2 separate regions of the Cyprinus carpio genome follow, and region 2 is linked to region 1. A link is a contact called in public Hi-C data. All regions are on one chromosome and are shown on one strand. Each heading gives the region's core, a stretch centred on a gene start, on an enhancer-like site or on the middle of the called end of the contact. The rest is flanking DNA. Distances are from core to core; before and after follow the strand shown. Region 1 has its middle 45 kb from the start of LOC109071295. Region 2 holds the start of LOC109050146 (TBC1 domain family member 22B-like).

Region 1 (7,159 bases), core at 1,639-4,138:
ACCATTGAATATATTTGGGGAATTCACTATTTATACACCTTGCTGTCCGCTTTTGTCAGGCATGTTGTATTTATTTGATTATTTATTTATTTTGTATTGACTGGTTCATCCTGTAGCAAAGGGCTGAAATGCTCTTGTGATGCCAGACTGGAGTAAATGGTTCTCATGGTAACAGAAGAGTCTGGCTGCCACCCAAACCCTGCGCTGTGCTGGAACAGACAGAGCATTCTGGCATATAATACATCAAAACTACCACCATCACCTTACCTAACCCTGCCTTCCACTCCCACACACACACGTTTAAGAGGGCAGAGTAACTGCATCAATGTGTTATATTTGGAAATAGTATCCATCACCATTCAAGCATTTTATAATCACTTCAAGGATGTTAGAGCAGTGATTCTCAACTGGTTTTGCTTCAGGATGTAGATTTTACATTTGAAATCAATGATTAATAGAATTGTTTATTGTACAAAATTGAAGACATGTCTTTAAAATCACTTTGATAACTATAGGAACAGTTAAAATGATAACTATAGGAACAGTTAAAAGGAACAGCGTTTATTTAAAATAGAATTTTAATGTAACAATTTACACATCTTTACTGTCACTTTTGATCAATTGAATGGATCCTTGCTGAATAAAAGTATTCATTTTTGAAATTTTGAACAGTAGTGTATATACCAGTTAAATTTAATTGTGCTTTTTTATTTACATTAACTTTCATCATCATCTAACACTAAGTTTAAGACATTTAACAGTGATGTTAAATGAAATCTCTTAATTTTTGTTAAATGTTACAATGTTAAATGTTTTTTTTTTAGGATTCCAATTTAGTATTATTTCCCCTGCTGCCTGCAACACTGCTTTATAGCATTATCTCCATGGATCTTCAAGCAGCCATCGGTGATGCAGTATGATGTTTAGCCCACATGACCGCTGTAGTTAGTCATCATAAGCCGGTGGATAACTCTTTGAACGACAAGTACTATAATCATTCTGTGATCATCACATGAACAAAACACTCTGTAATTTGGAAAAAAGCTGTTTGTTGCCAGTAATTCCAAGCATGTTATTCCTGTTGAGGAAGTTCTGAGAAACAGGCCATTGTGTTCCTCAGCTGATTGATAGATGGCGCCGTACAGCGAATGAACTCTGTGCCTCCTTGGCAAACCAACACAGTACAGGTCATGTGAATCTGGCTCCATCTCAAAGCGCTTTGAATTTATTATTCAGTGTGCAGCTACAAATATTTTTGTTTTGTTTTATTTGTTCTGTGCTGAAAAGGATGCTGGTGAGAAGGAAGTGAGGTATTTAATCCATGCATTGTTTCATGTTAGTATTGTTTATAACATTTCCACATTACCTAATAAGGCCTGTTTCCTGTGCTGCAAAATGATGACAAAATGCATCTTGCAATTCATTAATAAGATGATCATTTTTTGTTTTGTTTTGTTTTTGTTAAAGACATCTATGAATATCTTTGTGAAGGTGTTGAAGTGGTTGATGTGTCAATACCTCTTGCCCTTTAAGAAGCCCTTTGGCTTTGACCATGTTAGGGTTCATGAGGAAGGTCAAGTCTTTTTCAGATGTTAAAAGTGGTAAAGCGTCAGTTTCCTTTAAGAGTTCCTTTCATATCTCACCTCAGTCGGTCTGTGTTATCTTTTAATACCTCATGAGATCTCACTTCATTATGTGGCTCTCTGGAATACTTGATTCCGATTGGACAGTGGCAGCATTCTGTTGTGTTTTGTAATGGTTATTCAGAATTAAAGAATTGACTTCCTTTCAATTAATGAGTCCTGGACATTTGACACAGGAAGTTGGAATTAGATTTTGGAATTGGGAAGCTGAAGTTGGAATTTGGATTGGATTGACAGAGGATTTGTAATTCAGAGAAAGTGAATTACAATGGTAATAATTATGCATATTAAAATATATGAAATTGAACTATAATGATAATGCATGTGTGTGTGTGTGTGTGTGTGTGTGTATGTATTATTATTTAGAGATTTTATCTGTTACAAAGTATATAAACTAAATACATTCTCTATACATTATCAACTGTTACAGTCATATGAATTTCTTTGAATTTCAGTTTAATTTAAATTGAATTGCAATTCTGTATTCTGTTTGTGTACCCGGTTCAAATTTGAAAGTCATTCTCAATGAATTTTGAATGTTGCACAAACTGGTATAAGTTAGCAACACTAACTACTATGGGCGGAGCTTGAACAATTATTGTGCTATTGTTTTCACTTTCTTCACACATCATTTTGACTATTTTTTTTTTCCTGTTGACTGAAATAAATATTTCATGCCCATTTATTTATTTATTTTTTTGGTAAGTTGCAATGTATAGTTAGCTGCTTTTTATTGCAAAATAAATCCAGTTTATGATGATCAGAACATAGAAGCATAGAACATAAACTGAACAATTATATGTTTCAAGATGCTGTTAAATCCATCTACCTCAATTTTCTTTAGTCTAGCATTGATTCTTCATGACACATTTGTTCTTAGTGGAAAGGCGTCTTAAAGACAACCATGGATTTATGAAGACAAAAGGCTACAGGAGGTGCTCTGTAACCTATTGGTTCCAGGAACAGCCTCCCTAAACTCTCTCTGTGACCCCAATTTCATCCTATGTCCATGCTCTCTTTGGACGCCCCAGTCACCCGTAATTGGTTTTGATGGGTCTGTGTTTCGCAGTGTGTGTGAGCGCGCTGTCTTTGGTGTACCATGTACATGAGGTTCATGGGAAGAAGCTAGCAAAGCCCAGCCCAAATCTGAACTCCCCCCTCTTCTTGTCTCCTCCTCTCCAATCTAGATCCATTGGCTGGGATCTCTACGGCGGAATGCTGCTGGGACCCCCTTCTAACCTCCCCCCAACCCTCCCCTTGAGTGCACCCACCCATTAGGAATTCCAGCAGGGCATTGTGGGTGGGATGAATGGGGTCAGAGCCAAGGAATGAAGTAGGAAGTTTTCACAAGAGTTTAGCCTTTATTTTGCATGGCTTTGTTTTGTTTTATCTGAAGCTTGGAAAAGTGCCCTGACTACTGATTCAAATACGGCTAACAATATTTAACATACTTATATTTTATATGTTTCAGTGTCTTTATCTATCTATCTATCGTTCTATCTATCGTTCTATCTATCGTTCTATCATTCTATCTATCTATCGTTCTATCTATCATTCTATCTATCGTTCTATTGTTATATCGTTCATTCTATCTAACGTTCTATCCTTCTGTCTGTCTGTCTGTCTGTCTGTCTATCTATCTGTCCTTCTATCTATTGTTCTATCTAATGTTCTATCTGACATTCTATCTATCATTCTATCTATCCTTCTATCTGTCTGTCTGTCTATCTATATATCATTCTATAGTTCTATAGTTCTATCTATCTTTCTAGCATTATAACTCTCGTTATATCATTCAGTTTCTCTGCCATCTATCTATCTATCTATCTATCTATCTATCTATCTATCTATCTATCTATCTATCTATCTATCTATCTATCTATCTATCTATCTATCTATCTGACCAACTAAGACCAGCAAACTAGATTAATCTGGTTTAACTTGGACTTGTTGGACAAGTTTAGAGAGAATTGGTTGCATTGCTATCTCCTAGTACTACTACATATTATTTGGGAAAGAGCATATCTACTATGTTATGGCCTATTTAATTGTGTTTGTAACTACAAAGGCCTAGCTCTACACACCCATTACAATAGTACATGTAACTTGAAAATACAACCTTAATTTAATTCTGTAAATCATTTTAGGCATATCCAATTCCTAAATTAGTTTACCTTTAATAAAGCAGTTTAAGGGAGTTTATTGGCGCCACTGTCCTTCTGGGGGCATCGAGTTCAACTGATGCAAAGCATCTGTACAATCTAATAAAGAAAGAAAGAAAAAAACTGGCATTCATTTATTGTGTGATGTATTTGTGCAAGTGAATGAGCGTAGACTGGTCGGTGTGTTTTCGTCTCACACTGAGGCAGAGGGTTGTGTTCTGTGTGTGGCGCGGGACCCTCGTCCTTTAGGATGCTTTTGTGTGGGCCTCCAAATAGGCCAAGTTCACAGAGACACAAAAGCGGGGAAGAGAACCGGAGGGAGTGGGGTGACGGGGCAGCTATCAAAGGATATCAGCTCATTCTTATAGCCGCTGCTCACTAATGCATTGTGATTTGTATAGCGGAGCAGGTGAATGAAATGGAGACTTGTAAAAAAGATGAAAAACTGTATTTGATAATGCATTTCAGGCCTTGTGGATTTCCACATGCTTTTGAAATGAGTGAATGGGGAATTGGTTCTGTAAATTTTGAGATATAAAGATCATTTGTTTGGTTTTAAAGGGTTAGTTCACCCAAAAATGAAAATTCTGTCATCAATTACTCACCCTCATGCCGTTCCAAACCCGTAAGACCTCCATTGATTATCAGAACACAAATTAAGATATTTTTGATGGAATCTGAGAGCTCTCTGACCCTCCCCCAGACAGCAAGGGTTCTTACACGATCGATGTCCAGAAACATAGCAAGGAGATCGGTAAAATAATCTGTGTGACATCAGGGGTTCAACCGTAATTTTACGAAGCTACGAGAATACTTTTTGTGCAAAAAAAATAAAAATAACGCTATATTCAACAATTCGTCTCCGTGTCACCCTTACGCCATTTTGGAGAATATCCACTGAACGCAGACAGTGTATTCTATGTTGTTTGTGCTTTGATTTGAACTAAAAAAAACACCGTATCTGTGTGGAGCGGCTGACACAGAACAACATACGCTGTTTGTGTTCAGTGGATACGCTTCAAAAAGGGAGGTAGGGTGAAGACGAATAGTTGAATAAAGTCGTTATTTTTTTTATTTTGTGCACAAAAAGAATTCTCGTAGCTTTGTAAAATTACGGTTAAATCCCTGATGTTACATGGATTATTTTACCGATCTCCTTGCTATGTTTCTGGATGTTGATCGTGTAAGGACCCTTGCTGTCTGTGGGAGGGTCAGAGAGCTCTCAGATTCCATCAAAAATATCTTAATTTGTGTTTTCCGAAGATGAATGGAGGTGTTACGGGTTTGGAACGGCATGAGGGTGAGTAATTAATGACAGAATTTTCATTTTTGGGTGAACTATCCCTTTAAGAAATAAGTCATTTCTGAGTTTTTAGAAAGACTGAGAAATCATAAAAGTGCTGTAAATATATTTCATCCATATATAATAAGTGTATTAGCAGATAAAGTGCTTGCTTTTCAAACTCAATCTGCTTTTTTCATCCGCTTTTCTTCCCAGACAGACATGTATCTCTCTCTTATTCTGTTTGGGAGTGGGTGAAGAGAGCAAGAGGGACCCTAAATCAAATAAACATCATAGCCCGATTGCTTCATCTCTGTTTTCCAAGAAAACCAGACATCCAGGCTGAGAATAAACTCTATTTGCATTGTCTCTTCCGGCTGTGGATCTCTAAGTGTCTTTTATTGAATCTGGTCTCATTAGAGAGCCGGACCAGCAGAAATGATGCTGCTGAAGACAGCACTCAGCTATAGCACTTATTTCCAGAGAGATATATATAAACACTACACTGTGTTTTGGATCCATAATGGCTTCCTTCCCCCTCTTGTGTGTCTTGTTGCTACAAACTCTGTTGTTTTTTGGCACTGATCTTGCGGGCTCATTAATTACGGATCAGATGGTGGTGTCGTGCATCCTGATTTAGTCATAATGACTAAGTTTTTTTCATTGTGATGGGAGGAGAGATCTGCTTTGTGATCTCTATCCACACTATTGATGGCCTGTGTTGCTACTACAATACCAAAATGTATAATTATCCCTCTGATTAGCATATAACAAACACCTTCCTGTAAATGTACCATAGAAACCAGTTGTGCTGTAGTTAATTTCCACAATAAAACTGTGTATTAATAAAATATAACAGATTTTGAAAGCTTGGTTTGTTTGTTTATTATGGTTTTACAGTTGTAACAATCAGCCAATCAAAATTTATTTACAGTACATAGCACCTGTCAATCAAATCTAATTCAAAATGCTTTACACAAAAGGTAGTACAGTAACAACCCATTATGTTTATAGTTAATAATAGTAAAATATAAAAATCGTATATAGTACAATTTAAGTAATATATTAATGAAAAAATATATAAAACAATAGGATAAACATTAATAGAATAAAATGATTATCAACAGTTATTTTACTAACTAGTTTGGCAGGTTACCACCATGGTCACTTTTTGTGAGGTTAGTACAATTGTACATTTGTTGGTTTAAATGAAACTCTTGGGAATTAATGTTTTAACACGTAGACACAATATAGTCCAGTCCAAAGAAAGATACAATTTCTGATATTTCTTAGCCATATTGTTAATGGAAAGAATGTAACTGGAAAGAACTGTAAGCTAAACTTGGCATCTAATAAGGACAAATATGCTTCATTTCAGCCTCCAAACAGCAAAAAGGAGGCTGAACCACCTGCCAGCATTGTCTGTTTCCATGCAGTGAGAGGGAGCAGAGCATGCTGGGAGGTGGGATGGTGGGGAGGTTTGGTTCTCACAGGCTTCACTCTGACAATTCCCGCCAAACCCCCTGAACATATATATATACGTGTGTGTGTGTGTGTGTGTGTGTGTGTGTGTGCGTGTGTATACCCTAGCAAACAAGCATAAACTACACAGAGCACCCTAGCAATGCCATAACCACCCAGTATACTGTAGCAACTGTTAAGAATACTCTAGCAATGCCCTAGAAGCACTCATAATACCCTAGCAACACCCTAGCAACTGTTTAGAATACCCTAGCAATGCCCTAGAAGCACCCATAATACCCTAGCAACACCCTAGAAAGCATCTAGAACACCCTAGCAACTGATTAGAATGCCCTAGCAATGCCCTAGAAGCACCCATAATACCCTAGCAACACCCTAGCAACTGATTAGAATGCCCTAGCAATGCCCTAGAAGCACCCATAATACCCTAGCAATGCCCTAGAAGCACCCATAATACCCTAGCAACACCCTAGCAACTGATTAGAATGCCCTAGCAATGCCCTAGAAGCACCCATAATACCCTAGCAACACCCTAGAAAGCATCTAGAACACCCTAGCAACTGATTAGAATTCCCTAGCAATGCCCTAGA
Region 2 (7,159 bases), core at 3,451-5,950, 120 kb after region 1:
TTACACTGGAATGCCCAGAGGGCAGTTTACACACACACACACACACACACACAGATACATGTATGCGTGTGTGTACACAAAGATGAATTATAAAAAATAAAAAAAATCAATTAAAGAGAAATAAATACATTTTATATTTTAAAAATGTCAATAAAATAATAATAATAATAATAGTAATTAATTTATTACATTTATCTACTAAATATTAATTATATAAAGACATAATGCTAAAATTAAAAATACATAAATTTAATAAATAAATTAACTATTTATTTATTTATTTATTTTAAATATAAAAAAACCAAGACTATTGTTGACACTAAAATACTGTACTGTATATTGAAATATTTGTTATTTATATTTTGCTTGCTTTTTTTTTTTTTTTTTTAATCAGACTACTAGGCTACTTTTTAATGTCCATCAGTGATAGAAGATCCTATTTGCCCCCATTATGGTGTAGTTACAGCACGGTCAAACTGGACCATGCTAACAAGTTGTGGGGTTTTGCTCTCAGAAAAAAATCAGAAAAGTAGGATGCTTCGAGGTCTCCATTTGTTCGGCATTTAATCTCATCGCTGCCTATAGTAGAAACAACTAATATATTAAAGAGAACTCATTTGTGTTTCTCCTTCCGATGGGATGCAATGACCCCCGTTTTTTTTTTTTTTTTTGCTTCATTCATTCATATGATTGTTTTAAATATAGCACATCTCAGAAGAGGAGGTGGAGTGTGCTTCGGTTTTTCCTCAGTTCCTCTGCTCTTTCAGTCAGTGCTCTGCCGTTGTGACCTACTTCCTCTTTTCCATGACCCACTTCCTGCACTTCCACACTGACCTACCACTTGCATCCGCCGGCAGTGCCAGTCTTAATCAGGCCTCTTGTATAACTTGCCGCCTGACACACACACACACACACACACACACCCTTTGAGGCGGAGGCAGTCAGTGACTAACTCTCTCCTCAGTCTGTGGGTGGTGCAGAAGGAGACTACATGTCCTTGGCATGGCGCTATTGTGTTCACACTCCTTATGGAAGGCAATATCAATGTGTCAAGCAGGCCTTGGGGCGGAACAAGATGTTCTCATTGAGGAGAAAATAATCTGTTTTAGTTCAGATTTTTTTCATTAAGCTGATAGAATGAGCACAGTGACAGTTTTATATTGATTCCAGACCTGTTACAATGGGATTATATATATACATATGTACCTCAGTTCTGAATGAACTGCAAGGACATGTTGAAAGAACACACTGAGATGCAATAATGTTTTAGTTTGCGTTTATTATGCTGATTGCAAATGCCCTAATATCATAAATTAAATATTTTTAAGAGAGTTGTTACATTAACATTTATGCATTTGGCAGATGCATTTATCTAGATACATTTAATAGGGATGCAGCTAGGTTTTAATATTTTTGGAATCACTATATTTAATATTATTGAATTTTTTTTTAATATATTGCAAATAAAATAAAAATAAATAAATAAAATTATACAATGCTCCACTAGTTGAGAAAAAGCATTTATTTCTCCAGAATAGTATTGAGATTAAAATGGAGAGCAAACTAAGACTTTTGCAAGTATTCTGATAAAATCAAAAGGAACAATTCTGATAAAATCAATTAACAATTAAACTCTGCACACCTGATGGCAATAGATATGTGTGTTGGAGACAAAGACCAACCAAGTCAAAAACTAAAAAGCAAAAAACAAATCTCGCACACTATCTATGCAAAAAAAAAATCAAAACATTTATTTATGACGTTTCAGTCACATGACCTTCATCAGGAATTTAAAAAAAAAAAAATTAATGTAGTAATCTCACATGTGGCTATCATTAAATAAAATGTAAAAAATATAAAAAAATAATTTTCAGTAATTTAAATAAAGCTGAAATAAAATTAAAACAAATATTAGATGAAAAAAAAAAAAAAAAAAAAAAAAAAAAAAAACCTAAATGAAAATTAGAAATATTGCCTTGGCAACTAAGTGAAATTTGAAGTACTAAAATGACTAAAACTAAAACTGAAATAAAAATTTATTAAAGTTATATATAGAAATATTTTTAAAAAACCAAAACTTGACAAGCGCATAATTATTTTACTAAAACTTAAACTAACATAAAAATGGAAATGTTTATTAAAACAGACTATTAAAATTATTTTTGGTAGGCCTAATTGAAATAAAGCTGAAATAAAATAAAATACTAATATTAAATGAAAAAAACTAAAAACATAAATGGAAATGAATATTGCCTTGGCAACAAACAAATAAATTACTTAAAAATAAAAGTACTTAAAAATTTGGCTAAAATAATGAAAATGACAAAACCAATGAAAAATGAAAATATAAAAAGAACAACTTCATAATAATAATAATAATAAATGGTGTACTGAAAAAAATGTGTGTGTGTGTGTGTGTGTGTGTGTGTGTGTGTGTGTGTGTGTGTGTGTGTGTGTGTATACATATATATACATGCATACACACTAAAATAACACTGTCTCACTTGCAAATAAAAAACAAATCAAAAACAAAACAAAAACTACACCAATACTGGAATTGAGAAAAAAAGGTTTGTTTTGATTTGACATCAGTTTTCAGACAGTTTTCTCTAAATCTGAGGAGAGCTGAGTCAAATCCATCTACCACAGGACATATTATCGTATTACATAACTCAATTTTTTGTGACTAAAGGTGAACTTGTATAAAACTATATGATTCACCTTTGGAGGGTAGTGTGCTGTCAGCAATCATTTTATAGCTCAATAATCTCACTATATGTCCACAATTGTCTCATTTGCATCTTTTATATCTCAGTTAAGTCGATGAATGAGCAACCTCTGAGCAACAGCAATCTCCTCTGAGTGAGCTATAAAGTGCTTATGTGGAGTATTTCCTTATAAATTCTCTTCGGAAAAGAGTGACATACATGCTGCTGAAGCAGGATGTTGTCTTTCAGGTCTTCCTGTCTCAGTCTGCTGACCAATGAGATAAATCCGCCTGGTTCATGCACTCGATAACCTGACTCTGGGAGCGTGTAGTGCTGAAGAGCCAACAGCACATGCACACATTTGCACTCACTCAACAAAAAAACCCAAACATAGGGGAATTAGGAGGAAAATAAAGCAGCATTCCACAGATGCCATGGCTTCCTAAGGATGCAGTTAGCATGACCTTTCATCTGTTTGTTTCATGTGTGGCGCGTGTGTCCGCCACTCTGAATGAACTCAAAGGAAGTGCTTTAATGAGGGGGCAGTTCTTCAAGCGGGAGGGTCTCAAACACAAACACAGGAGTGGAGTGAACTCATTCACACCGTTTAGTGCTCATTTCCACATCCATTACAGACACAAACATAATACTTCCCTATCTGCTTTTTGTAAATTAACCCTGAAGGTTACTGTAGGAAGTTCTTCTCTTCTCAGGTTAAGGGCCCTTGTAGAATAACAATAGCAAAAGCTATTTGAGGCCACAGGTTCTTATTTTCCATCTATAGTTCACAGGAAGTGTTATGTCCAACTTTCCACTAAGGATGTTCGCATAATTGTTTTGCCTAAGGCATGTTTACTTTTTTGTTCATGCATCTGCAGCTGTTGTTAGTGTTTAATATCTTTATTAATAATCATTCTAATAACAGAAACACTTAATAGTGCATTCAGTTCTCAGTCTTTTTTTAATACAGTATTATTAATGTAACATCAGTTCATAACAATTTACTTTACAATGTACATGCAACATAACAATACTTTATAAAAGTATCAATCTGCTACCTCATTTTATGTAATTCTAAAAAAAAAGTATTATTAAAAATACGCCAATTTTGTGATTAAACAAAGGGATAACGTTTTAATATTATCAGTTTTTTTTAACATAGTAACCTAATGTTGAAAGTTGTGTTTTTAACGTATGTTATGAAACAATCAGTCTTCGCAAAACATAAGTCTGCAAAAAACGTAATAATAATTCGGCTGATAATAATTTCAGTAAACGATGAATATTGCAGCAATTACAGGCTTCAGTACAGTAGAGGAAACTGTTAAGAATTTCACGCAGAGCTAAGCAGAGCGCCATAAATATATGGGTGACTACTTCCATCTAGTGTTCAAATTGGGGAACTGCGTAATGACACTTTCACCAATGCATTATAATTCATAATTGTTAAAAAGAGACTTAATCACGTTTATTTAATGTGGAAAAATAAACAATGGCATTATTTGTGAAACATTTATTCATCATAGCATTATTTGGTGTACTGTTTTTCATTTATGCCCATTAAAAAAAAAAAAAAAAAAAAAAAATCTATGTTTCCAAATTAAATGATTTATCATATCTGTATCGCAGCAATCTAATGAGTATGTAATGAGAATAATCATTTGGAATAATGGAAATTAAAACAAACGTCAAAAGAGGGGCGATACAAAGTTCTGGAACTTTGGTAGCAGGAATTTGTGGAACTTTTGGAATGCAGATACGAGAGCATTCTGTTAATGTATCAATCATGCGATAATAATTATTTTTCTGGATCTTCTGTATTACACTGCTGTCCTCTTTATGTTCTACAGTAGGCTATATTGTGTTGTTCTGTACATTATAAGGCGTGTGCATTTTTCAAAACATCATTTCTAAATATCTAAATATATAACTAAAAATACGCGTCTTCGTCTACTGAAACGCAACCCCCATTGGTCCGTTCCCATGCACCTGTTCGTCATTTCAACCAATCACAGCGCGACCTCAAGCACCTCCAATATGGCGACGTCCATCCAGAACCGCTGTAGGCACATCCTGTGTTGAAAAGAAACCCCTCAATAACTTATCGAAACAAAGTAAGACACATGCGGCAATACAACTAATAATATCGTTTTCGCCGTTGGATATCTGCACATGTCGGTTGACGGCGTGGTGTTCGCTTTCATGGCTGTTTGTGAATGAAATTGGGCGTCCTCTCGCCATGGCCACCGACAACAGGATTCATTTCTGGAAGAGAAACCCAAAGGTTCCCGGAAGGTGAGTTTAATTAATTATTTCCTCTTTGACGTAGGTTTAAGTGCGTTGTTTTGTACTCAGAAGGCGTTTTATGCTAATGTATCGACTCTGACCAGCTGCTTTGTTTACTAGACACCATGGCTATGTGTCAAAACATAGTGAGCTGTCTATCTTGACAACATGCTGGTTATACTGGATATACTGGACGTTCGCTGCGTTTTTGCTCATGTTGTAAAGATCAAAATTAAGATTATTTGTGCATAATACGAAACCGCTGTTGTGGTGTCCAGTTGTGGCCATATGGAAGCGAAGCTAGTGTTGCTCTTTGTGAACCCTTACTAGGTATAACATTGTAATCATAGTTATCACCGAAAGGCTTTATTGTTACTGATATAACACTGTGGTAACTTGGGTTTTAGCTGCTGTTTTAATCAAACAACAAAAAGCTTTTTAAACTGTATGACCTGATCATAATTTGTTATGATGTTACAGTAATAATTCTGTACTATGCAATGCTATCTATGCACTAATCAGTGCTTACCATGGTAATTTTTGTAAAGGAAAGACAACTGCTTACATAAGCATTGGTTTTTGATGTTTTCAAAACAGTATTTAATTAAATAATATTTGAACTTGTTAAAGCTGTCATCTAGGTTGGTTCAGTTTGTCCGTGCTGGGCCTTTTGTTTAGCCTGGACAGAGTTTGCTGAGTGTGCTTCATTGCGGGTTGTTTGGATTTTCATGGTCGCAGACAGAATCAGTTCATCTGACTGTGTGAACGCAAGCTTGTGATGACTGGACAGTTTCCAGTAGATCAGATTATATATCGGGCCTTGTGTAATTTTGCAAAAGAGGAACTCTCATGCAGTCAGTTTGGACGATTTTCTGCGTAAGTGCTGCTGGTGCACAGCGGTCACAGAAATTCACTTTTTTTCTGTAAGAGGTAATGTAAATACGATGGAATTGATTTTCAGGGGCATTTTAATGACTTTTTAATGGGGGAATATTGATTTCCAACCATGTTAAAATACAGTGTTTTATATGTTTTTGTCCACTAGTTTAATTTTAGTCTTTTAAACATATATTAGCCTGAGTTGTATTCATGGAAGTTGTCATCATTAAAGTTAAAGTTACAGATCATTTGCTGTTATCTCAATTTTTTATTTTAAAACCGTATTTTAAAATACAACAGCCATTCCAGTCCAATGTGTTTTTTTTTTTATTTTATGTATTGTATAAAAACATTCACCTGACAAAAAAACTTTCATAGGAATTTTTTTTAAAATTTTCGTTAAATTTAGTATGGCATCTAACCTGAATAAGGTTTAAATGCAGCTCAGGAAACATTTCTTATATATATATATATATATATATATATATATATATATATATATATATATATATATATATATATATATATATATATATATATATATATATATATATTTGTACATTATAAATGTTTTTCTTTTTAATAAATCAATATTTTAGATCAAATTAATTTTTGGATCAGTCTGTTTTTAAATCAAATTAATCTGTCCTTGTTGAATAAAAGTGTCACGTTTTCTTTAAAAAAAAAAAATCCACGGACCCTAAAATTTTTAAATGTAGTGTAATAAAAAGAAACTAAATAATAATAATAATAATAATAATAATAATAATAATAATAATAATAATAATATGGTGATGTTGTCTCACGTTCTTTTTTTCTTTCTCTCTTTTTAAATAATTACAAATTCCTGAACTTTAATGCCTTATCCATTGACAAAAAAGTCATGCTTTTTTTTGGGAAGCAATTCTCTTTTTTTTATCAGTTCTTTTTTTCTGAAAATTGAAATGTGATCTAGTTTTCATGGTCTCATACCTTTAGAAAATTGCTGTATGAGCATTGCACAATGAAGGTGATATTAGAAATGGATGGGATTCCCCTCTGTGATGGGAAAGATGAACAGGTTGAGCTGAAGCAGCCGTTATTGTTTGGGTGTGGTTGTGATTTCAGACTGTTTGAGTTGCTTGTTCGGGTGAATTGGCAGCATTTGAAGGACGCGCAGTGGGTGTGATCTGGCTGTAACATGAGAGGATGAGAGGTGTGGCCTCTTTCCCACCATTGATCTCATTTAACAGAAAGGACAGAGCATGCAAAAGTGATACTAGATGCCACCAAACAACCTTGGTGTC

What was found. A called contact is a pair of places that touch in the nucleus more often than the background predicts.
Region 2: a contact with region 1 is called in a Hi-C map of liver, with 11 times the contacts expected there. The contact joins the promoter of LOC109050146 here to the enhancer-like site in region 1. A contact is called at or near these places in 8 of 8 Hi-C or Micro-C datasets (liver, red blood cells and skeletal muscle).

What each region holds. Positions count from the first base shown.
Region 1 is chrA8:5,532,248-5,539,406 of ASM1834038v1, forward strand. It overlaps the pseudogene LOC109071307. Among protein-coding and RNA genes, the nearest start is that of LOC109071295, 45 kb to the left of the region's middle. Within about 2 kb of position 2,889, at least 2 of the 8 cell types and tissues checked have an H3K27ac peak or open chromatin away from gene starts, as enhancers often do.
Region 2 is chrA8:5,646,918-5,654,076 of ASM1834038v1, forward strand. It overlaps LOC109050146 (TBC1 domain family member 22B-like), which reads left to right and starts at 4,701. Exons shown (of 13, transcript XM_042761756.1): 1 at 4,701-5,003. The coding sequence starts at 4,948.